2 separate regions of the Mus musculus genome follow, and region 1 is linked to region 2. Evidence: chromatin contacts called from public HiChIP or PLAC-seq data. All regions are on one chromosome and are shown on one strand. The core of a region is the stretch at or near the end of the contact, and the rest is flanking DNA. Distances in the headings are between cores, read along the strand shown. Region 1 overlaps Creb3l1 (cAMP responsive element binding protein 3-like 1). Region 2 overlaps Ambra1 (autophagy/beclin 1 regulator 1).

The links. HiChIP or PLAC-seq counts read pairs in DNA pulled down with a chosen protein or histone mark.
Region 1: a contact with region 2 is called in a CTCF HiChIP or PLAC-seq map of CD8 T cells, with 5 read pairs. The contact joins two enhancer-like sites. A contact is called at or near these places in 1 of 15 datasets of contacts at CTCF or cohesin (CD8 T cells) and 1 of 484 Hi-C or Micro-C datasets (the N1E-115 cell line).

What each region holds. Positions count from the first base shown.
Region 1 is chr2:91,981,721-91,986,029 of GRCm38.p6, forward strand. Creb3l1 (cAMP responsive element binding protein 3-like 1) reads right to left here. Exons shown (of 12, transcript NM_011957.2): 11 at 1,445-1,712; 12 at 608-1,287. The coding sequence ends at 1,251. Among named protein-coding and RNA genes, the nearest start is that of Dgkz, 34 kb to the left of the region's middle. Within about 2 kb of position 2,966, at least 222 of the 459 cell types and tissues checked have an H3K27ac peak or open chromatin away from gene starts, as enhancers often do. A contact at or near this core is called in CD8 T cells and the N1E-115 cell line, where this site is marked.
Region 2 is chr2:91,874,484-91,878,670 of GRCm38.p6, forward strand. Ambra1 (autophagy/beclin 1 regulator 1) reads left to right here. Exons shown (of 18, transcript NM_172669.3): 12 at 1,233-1,343. Among named protein-coding and RNA genes, the nearest start is that of Chrm4, 46 kb to the right of the region's middle. Within about 2 kb of position 2,483, at least 55 of the 459 cell types and tissues checked have an H3K27ac peak or open chromatin away from gene starts, as enhancers often do. A contact at or near this core is called in CD8 T cells and the N1E-115 cell line, where this site is marked.

The DNA.
Region 1 (4,309 bases), core at 1,716-4,215, 110 kb after region 2:
ACTAGTGCCGCCGGGCAGTGAGGGCAGTGATGGTGCACGTCTTTAATCCCAGCACTTGGAGGCAGAGGCAGGCAGATTTGAGAGTTCAAGGCTAGCCTGGTCTACAGAGTGAGTTCCAGGACAGCCAGGGCTACACAGAGAAACCCTGTCTTGAAAACAACAACAACAAAACAAACAAAACAACGACAATAAAAGAAATGTAGACTAGTCTGGCCTTGAACTCAGGCCTCTGTCTGCCTGTGCCTTCACATTGCTGCACCACAGTGGCCTTCCATCTTGTGACATAGGGTCTCTTTTCTCTGCTGTAGGCAGCTAGCCCGTGAGCTGAGCTTCCATGAGGTTCTCCTGTCTCTTTCTCCCATCTTGGCTGAGACTACAGATGTATAACACTCTATCAAATTGTTTTTTGTTTTTTAAATTTTCAGTTTGATTCCGGGCATTGTATTTGAGTTATCCAGTCCAGATTTGGTGACTAGCTGGACAAATGTCTCCAGACAGAAAGGCTTTCTCACCAGGCACCCTCTCATGCCTCCCCCCCCCCAAATACAAGCTAAAGCTCCCCATCTCCTCATTCCCAGGCCCTCACAAAGGACACACAGAGTCAAGGTTGATGCTGAATCTTTTTTTTTTTTTTAATTTTGCCTTCTTAAAGCATGTGCTGAGCTGGTGGAGGAGCAGTTTGGCAAATTAAAAAGGCCCAGCAGCTTGGGCAGCGGCAGGGAGAGGCCTGGTGAGGGTGGGGTGTCCCTCTTCCCCAGGCCAAGGGGTAGCAAAGCCCGCACTAACTTCATAAAATACAAAATAAGGGAGAGGTGACGGGAGGGAGATTTGTAAAATACAATATCTTAGGGGATTGACAATAATAAAAAATAAGGTTCATTATTTACAAACGATTTCTGTTCTTGGTCTCTGTACAGTAGGAGATGGGGGTGTGTGTTTGTGTGTGTATGTCTGCTTGTGTGTTTGTGTATGAGGGGGCCAGGAACAGTGGTTGCGTTGGTCACTATGGGAAGGAAACGGGTAGCCCAGTGAGTGGTTTATCGGAGGAGGACGGATAGTGGTAGGAGGGAAAGGTGGGAACGGAGTGGTCAGCCCAGGGGAGCAGTCCAAGTGTCTGGGGACATAGAGCGTCCCCAGCTACTACAGGGACCCGGGGGGCAGGGGTATGAGCTGGATCTGGGTCATCGAGCAAGAGAACGCCTCTTCTGGGTGCCAGGGTGTCCGTCCTGTGTCCTGGGTCTTGGAGTGGCCTAGGAGAGTTTGATGGTGGTGTTGGGGCCCAGATCCCTGGGGAGAGAAGAAGATCCAGGGATGAATCTGCCCTGGGGTACCCGTCATTCAACTGTGAGCCAGGACTTGACCAGGGCCCCCTCCCCCTGGGAAGATGTGGCTGAGGGAGGCACAGCCTGGGACCCTGGGAAGGGAAGGCTGTCCCTCTGCTCACCTGTCATGGAACCACTCCTTGGGGTGGGAGAAGTTGGGGCTGGTGCCGTTGTCATCAGTGTCCTCTGGCCAGGTCTCTCTCAAGTACTTGGTGGTCTCATGGATGCTGTCTGCACGGTCATGTCGGAGGTGGTCCTGGGGCCTCTGCTCTGCTGGACCCCCGGGTTTGAGCTCCCAGCCTTCTGGGGGCTCCACAGGCAGTAGAGCACCTCGGCCATCTTCCCATGAGCCTGCCCCATCATCGTAGAACAGTAGGCTTCGGGAAGGCACTGTGGAGAAAACCAGGGTGAGCCACGGAGGCCCCTCAGGTATGTGCCCTCTGCCGGATCTGCTTCATTCACTTGCCGGGCATGAAGAGTACAGCCTCTGACATCTTACAGGCTTGACTCCTCCTCCTAGCCCTGAGGATCCCTGGCTATGTGATTTTAGGCTAGTCACACACTCTGCTCTGATTTTGCTGGGCATCAGTTTGTTGATCTGTAAAATGGGGATAGTATAACCAACCTCACGGAGATTCAAGGATTCAATGAGTAAACGCAGTATAACAATTGAAGCTGTGCTGCTTTTTGTTTTTGTTTTTGTTTTTGTTTTTTTGCTTTTCGAGACAGGGTTTCTCTGTGTAGCCCTGGCTGTCCTGGAACTCACTCTGTAGACCAGGCTGGCCTCAAACTCAGAAATCTGCCTGCCTTTGCCTCCTAAGTGCTGGAATTAAAGGCGTGCGCCACCACGCCCCGCTCGGAGCTCACAAAAATGTAGCACTTCTGAGCAAGACAATAATGGTTTGCTTACTGGGAACTGGGACTTTTCCCTCCTTATATTAAGGACTGAACCCAGAACTTCGTAATAGCTAGGTCAAGACTCTCTCTCTCTCTCTCTCTCTCTCTCTCTCTCTCTCTCTCTCTCTCTCTCTCTCTCTCTCGTTTATATTGAGACGGGGGGGGGTCTCACTAAGTTGCTCAGGCAGGCCATTAATTAATTTTGTAGCCCGTGTAAGCCTTACACCTACGCTCTTTAGGCCTTGACCTAAGAAGCTAGGATCACACTGACAGGACCTGCTGAGAGCTGGGTTCGAATCCTCCCGTGCCACTTACTTCCTGGGAGAATTAAGGAAACCCTTTTCTTTTCTCTTCTAGGCTAGTTCCTCTGGGAAGTCAAGGGGAGAGAAAAAAAAAAAAGAATGTTTGTTGGACACCCGTGCCAGGCTTTATATAAAGCCCTTAGCTTAAAGCCAATTAAATCTCACACGAAGCCCTGGGAATGAGGTGCTTTAAGCCCCGCTTCCCAGAGCTCATCATCAAGGGTCCCCGTAAATTGGCTTCCTGGCTCCAGTCTGCTGCCTGCCTCCCAGCTTCCCCTGCAGGGTTTAATCTATGAGAATCTATGGAAAAGGCGGCCCCTGGCATTGTGTGAAGCTGCAGTCCGGAAACCAGCCCGCTCAACAAGCCACCTCCTTCCTCAGACGTGCCCTCTGCCCTGCCCTGTGCTTCACTCCCTCCAGAGGCTCATTCATGTCCTCCCTCCCCCTCCCTGGGGTTTGTACTTTAGCACAGCCCCTCCTCTTCTGTGTCTGCTTCCTCTCCTCTGTCCTTGATAGCCTTGGCCCGCCCCGCCCCGCCCCCGCGCCAGCCCCACCCCACCGCTCCATCGCAGCCCCTCTCCTCTCAGTTCTCCTCCCAGCTCCCAGCTCCTGTCCTCCCTTCTAGCCTCTCAGCCTTGCTCACCGCCCCCACCCCCACCCCCGCAGTACCCCTCCTCTCCATACACTCCCTGCTCTCCCCTCTCTCTGACCTCTCATCTGTTTCCTCTTTCTCTTCAGCCACGTAAGATTCATGTCCCTGGCATATGAAGGATGGCCTAGAAGTTCTTCCATGGGTCTACCGGAAGTGGCCTCTACCTCTGAAAGCCATGCTAATCTTTGCTGTTCCCTATACTCTTGCTGTTCGTGGCCTGTCTTTCCCCTCATGTCAGGAGCTATTCCAGAAGGCAAGGTATATGCTCACTGTAAGGATGGCAGTTTCTGGAGTCTAGAAATCAACATGAAGCCAAGATGTGCACCCTGGCTCACACAACTAGCAAATGCAGAGCCGGCTGTGACTGATTCTGAAATGAACCACACCGCACTCCATTGGGGTGGCACCCACATCACAACTACCATGCTCCCCAGGGGTAGGCACTCCCAGCAGAGTCCTGACACCTGCTGCAGGTCCCCTGTGCCTCAGCGGCTTTCTTAACACTGTCACATCAGAAATGACTGAAGACTGACACTCACTTGCTGTCCCTAGAACACTCTGCCGCCCACTAAGTCTGCCCTCTCCACATCGCTGCGCCAAAGGATCTCAGAGAGGCAAAGAATCTGGTCCTCAGGCTGGAGAGATGGCTCAGCAGGTAAGAGCACTGACTGCTCTTCCAGAGGTCCTGAGTTCAATTCCCAGCATCCACACGGTGGCTCACAACCATCTGTAATGGGATCTGATACCCTTTTCTGGTGTGGCTGAAGACAGCTACAGTGTACTTACATATAATAATAAATAAATCTTTAAAAAAAGAGTATAGAATGAGATAATGCCAACCCAAATCTCTTATAAATATTTATTTTTAATTTTTTTAATGTGTATGAATGCTTTGCCTGCCATTGTGTCTGTGTACTACCTGGGTGCTTGGTGCCTTCGGTGACAAGAATTTGGCATCTCATCCCCTGGAACTGGAGTTGCAGGTGGCTGTGAGCCACCATATGGGTGGTTAGGCACCAAACATGGGTCCTCTAAAAGAGCAGCCAGTACCAAGCCATCTATCTCTCCAGCACTCCAGACTTTTTGGAGACAGGGTCTCACTAATGTATCCCTGGCTGGTCTGGAACTCCTCATGT
Region 2 (4,187 bases), core at 1,233-3,732:
ATCTTCTGGTACAGTAGCCAGCAGCTCCTAGATAAGGAAAAAGAGTAAGTTTCCTATATTTCATGATTGTGTAGAGGGTAGGTTCTCTCTTGGTCATTTGAGGAAAGAGCAGAGAAATCTAGAGACAGCAGAGTAATAAATGTAGCTCTTCAAAAGAAACAAGTAGAGGTGTTTTCTCCGTGATATTCAGAAGTCAAGGGCTAGATGATATTGATGAATTCTGGCGTAAAACTGCCTTGTCCCAGGCATGTCAGCATGGGCCAGATCTGCAGGGGAAAATACCATATAGCTTTTCTTGCTATTGTACAAGGATCTTCTGTTCTCCTGAGAAGGATTGGTTCTGCCTCATCAAAAGGGTGGGCTGTGTATGAAATGCACCTAGGAAGGAGGAGGAGGAAATGACATGTTCGTGTAAATGAAATACAACTGCAAATTAAAGTGTCACCCTGTTTTAAAAAAATCAAATTTTTATTTAATTGGTTACCAAGGAAAAAAAAATGTCATACTGAAGTGTATATCTCAGGGAAAATTAAGCTGAAACATTACAAGTGAATCTGGAATCAAAGGAAGGTCTTGGAGAGGAGCATTTTAAAAAATTGCCTTAATAAAAATAATCTCATGTTACAAAGGCAGACTCATAAATATCTGCTGTGTTATATGCCTGCATTTCAAAAGAGATTAACAGTGTTAGCTCATTTGTTCTTTACTGCCTCTCTCCAGTCACCATGTGTTGACTGCCTCTTCTCTGGAGGAAGTCCTCTTTTGAGATGTCTTATTAGGAAAAAGGTCACTAAAAAAGGAGGACCTGCTTCTCCTAACACACCCAGAACTGCAAGGCCTGAACTGAAATTCACCTGGTCTGTGTTCATGGTAGCTTCCCCTTGTTGTCAAATTTCTTTACTAACATTTGCATGAAAACTCATCTGTGTCCCCAGATAATGTATATATTCTTAGACAGCATATATTCAGGACCTGACACATTAATAATGGGAAGGACATGTGAATGATGTTCCATTTCCACATAGAACTGTTTCTTGTGAAAGGTTGTGTCTAGTTTCTCTTTGCAGTGACTTGCCATGTGGATCTCTCAATCTTTCGTGAGTTTTAGTTGTGATTCTTCTTTTTCTCCTCTACTAACTCATGTGTTCCATTATATTCTGCAGTAGAAGCATACAGAAAAAGAATGCACTGTATGTAGTCTAATGTGGTCTTGTTGTCTTCTCTGTCATCAGGGGCAGTAATTGGAGATGGACAGTCTGCTGTGGCCAGTAACATTGCCAATACTACCTACAGGCTCCAGTGGTGGGACTTCACTAAGTTTGACCTTCCAGAAATCAGTAATGGTGAGTAGTGATGGGCAAGATGGGTTTCTGGTGAGACAGAACTTTGAAAAATACAAAGCAGCAAAGTAGCACTGGATTGTCTGTCTCTCATTAAGTTGTTGATGGTCATGCACTATTTCTGTATGCTTAGCCTCAGCTACCAGTAACACATTTCAGAAAACAGTTTAGGGGAAACGCCAGATCTCCCCCGAGGAATTTGTGGAGAGATTCATAGAGACTAAAAGACTAAAAGAGGTAGCTGACATTGAGAAAAGGCCATAGTGAGTGGAGACTTGTTGGCAAATCCAAGCCTCAACTAAGCAGATGAGTGATGTGATTAATATCTGTTTACAAATGTGTGTGACTGATAGATATGTTTCCTTTGAAAGACATCCATGGTCCCATTGTTCAGCATTGCAGATGTTTCCCCTGCCTAAGGAAGGGCTTTTGTGCATTCCTAAGAGGTGAGAATCAGCCCCAACCTGTCTGCAGCTGCTGATGGCCTCACTGTCACTGTTACATTTCTGCTGGAAGGTTCTTTCTCACAGCAAGCTACCATGAGTCTTTCTTTTGAGGTCACTTCATCCCATTCATCCTATTTCTGCTGCTGCAACGCCATGTAATTGGTTTACTTCTTTTACACAGTCCTTCAGTAATCGGAAAGTTCCTCTACATCTCACCTTTCAGATCAAAGCTCTGCAGATTTTTTTTTCTAATGTGGTTTCCTATCTGTTCTTTCCCCCTTTAACTTTGTGGGTGAAACAGAACAGATCAGAAAATTAATGATGTGTGCTAAAACGCAATACAGTGATGTTTGCTACAGATCCCAGCAGCGTTTTCTGAAGTTAATATTGCATTTACGGTAACTTAAAGTTCCTTGATAACTGTTAGTAAGCCAGCATTCAGCCCGTTTGTATTATCTTCCTGTCGTTGCAGTGCTAGTTCTTCCTTGCAGCACCTTTATTTGTCCTTCTCTTTCAGTCTTAGGGATCATCTGCTAATTTGATTAACATTCTTCTCAGTCTTCCTTTAGATTTCTAGCAAAAATGGCAAATAAATCAGGAAATTGCATTAAGCCTTGTTAAGGTATGTTTTTGGGTTCCTATCATGGTTTTGGAACATGAATTATTTTTACTTTCGGTTTCACATCTGAAGCTCTTCCCTGTTAAAGACAGCTTCTCAGGGTCTGGGGAAACGGCTCAGCAGTTAGGAGCACTTGCTAATTTTCCAGAGGACTCTAGAGTTCAGTTTCCAGCACCATGGGAAACTCACAAGTGCCTGTTAACTACTGTTCCATAGGATCCATTGCCCTTTTCTGGCCTCTGAGAGTACCCAAACATACATTCACAGAAAATGTACACATGCCAGGTGTATTGGCACATGACTTTCAGTCCCAGCATCTAGGAGGCAGAGGCAGGCAAATCTCTGAGTTCAAGGCCAGCCTGATTTACAGAGCAAGTTCCAGGACAGTTAGGGCTATACAGAGAAACCCCGACGCCCCACCCCACCCCCACCTACCCCCCCAAAAAGAAAGAAAACATACATGAATACACATATACATAAATGAAAAGTAAAACAAGTCTTTTAAATAAATCAATAATAAAGGACAGTAGCTTTGTATAGTATAGGCTAGCCTTGAACTAGTTGTCCTCCTGCCTCAGCCTCAAGTGTTAGGGCCGCAGACAAGCACACTTATGTTTTCAGTATCATGTAAAGCATTGTAAGAGTTTGGAGATACAGCTAAAAATATCTTGATTACTGAAAGATAATCATTTTATGATGTACCAGTCTTTAATATTCTTATCAGACAAGATAAATGAGAATAATTTTTAATGCTTTGTTCTTAGTGAATCCTAAGTAGCAACTACTCATTTTATTCTAAGTGCCTATAAGCCATAAATCAAGTCAAGTAATCTGTTCTTTTGATTTTTTGTTTTATTTATTATTGTGTGTAGGTATGCACATGCCACGGCACATGTGTTGAGGTCAGAGGATAGCTTTCAAGAATAAATTACCTTCTTCCACTATGAATTCTGGGGGTTGTACTCAAGTTACCATGCTTGTGAGGTAAAATGTTTTTACCCACTGAGCCATTTTGCTGACTGGTACACTAATCTGTTCTCCAATTCTTCTAAAAATCCATGGTAGAAGAGTCTGCCTTTTCCTTATTGAAAACTCAAGTTCATCTGTAGATTTGTGACTCATATCTTATTGGCCATAGTTCATCTTCAGTTATTTTTATTTTTTTACTTTATCATTGTTTAAATTAGATAATATAGTTACAACTCAAAACTTACTTAAAGGATATACAATAAGGGGCTGGAGAGATAGCTCAGCAGTTCAGAGCACTGACTGCTCTTCCAGAGGACCTGAGTTCAATTCCCAGCAACCACATGGTGGCTCACAACCATCTGTAATGGGATCTGATGCCCTCTTCTACTGTATGTCTGAAGACAGCTGCAATGTACTCATATAAATAAAAAAATAAATTTTTTTTTAAAAAAAGGATATACAATAAGAACTTTCTTAACCCTACACCCTGCTGCCTGTGACTCCTTGTAGTAGGTAACCACTATCAGTTTCAGTTCTTATCTCTTGAAAGATGAATGTGTATGTGTGTATATGCACATTGAGAGCATTGCTTTCCATCTTTTGTGTGATCTAAATGTAAATGTGTTATACAACACTCTTCTCACTTTTTTTTCTGTACAGTGTATCTCATGATCTTCCATATTTTTGTAAAGAGTATGTGTGTGAGTGTGTGTGTGAGTGTGTGTGTCTTATATGTATGCATCTATGTGTGCTCATGCAGAGGCCTGAGCAAGATGTCTGTAGACTTCCTCTATTGCTTCTCATCCTACTGCC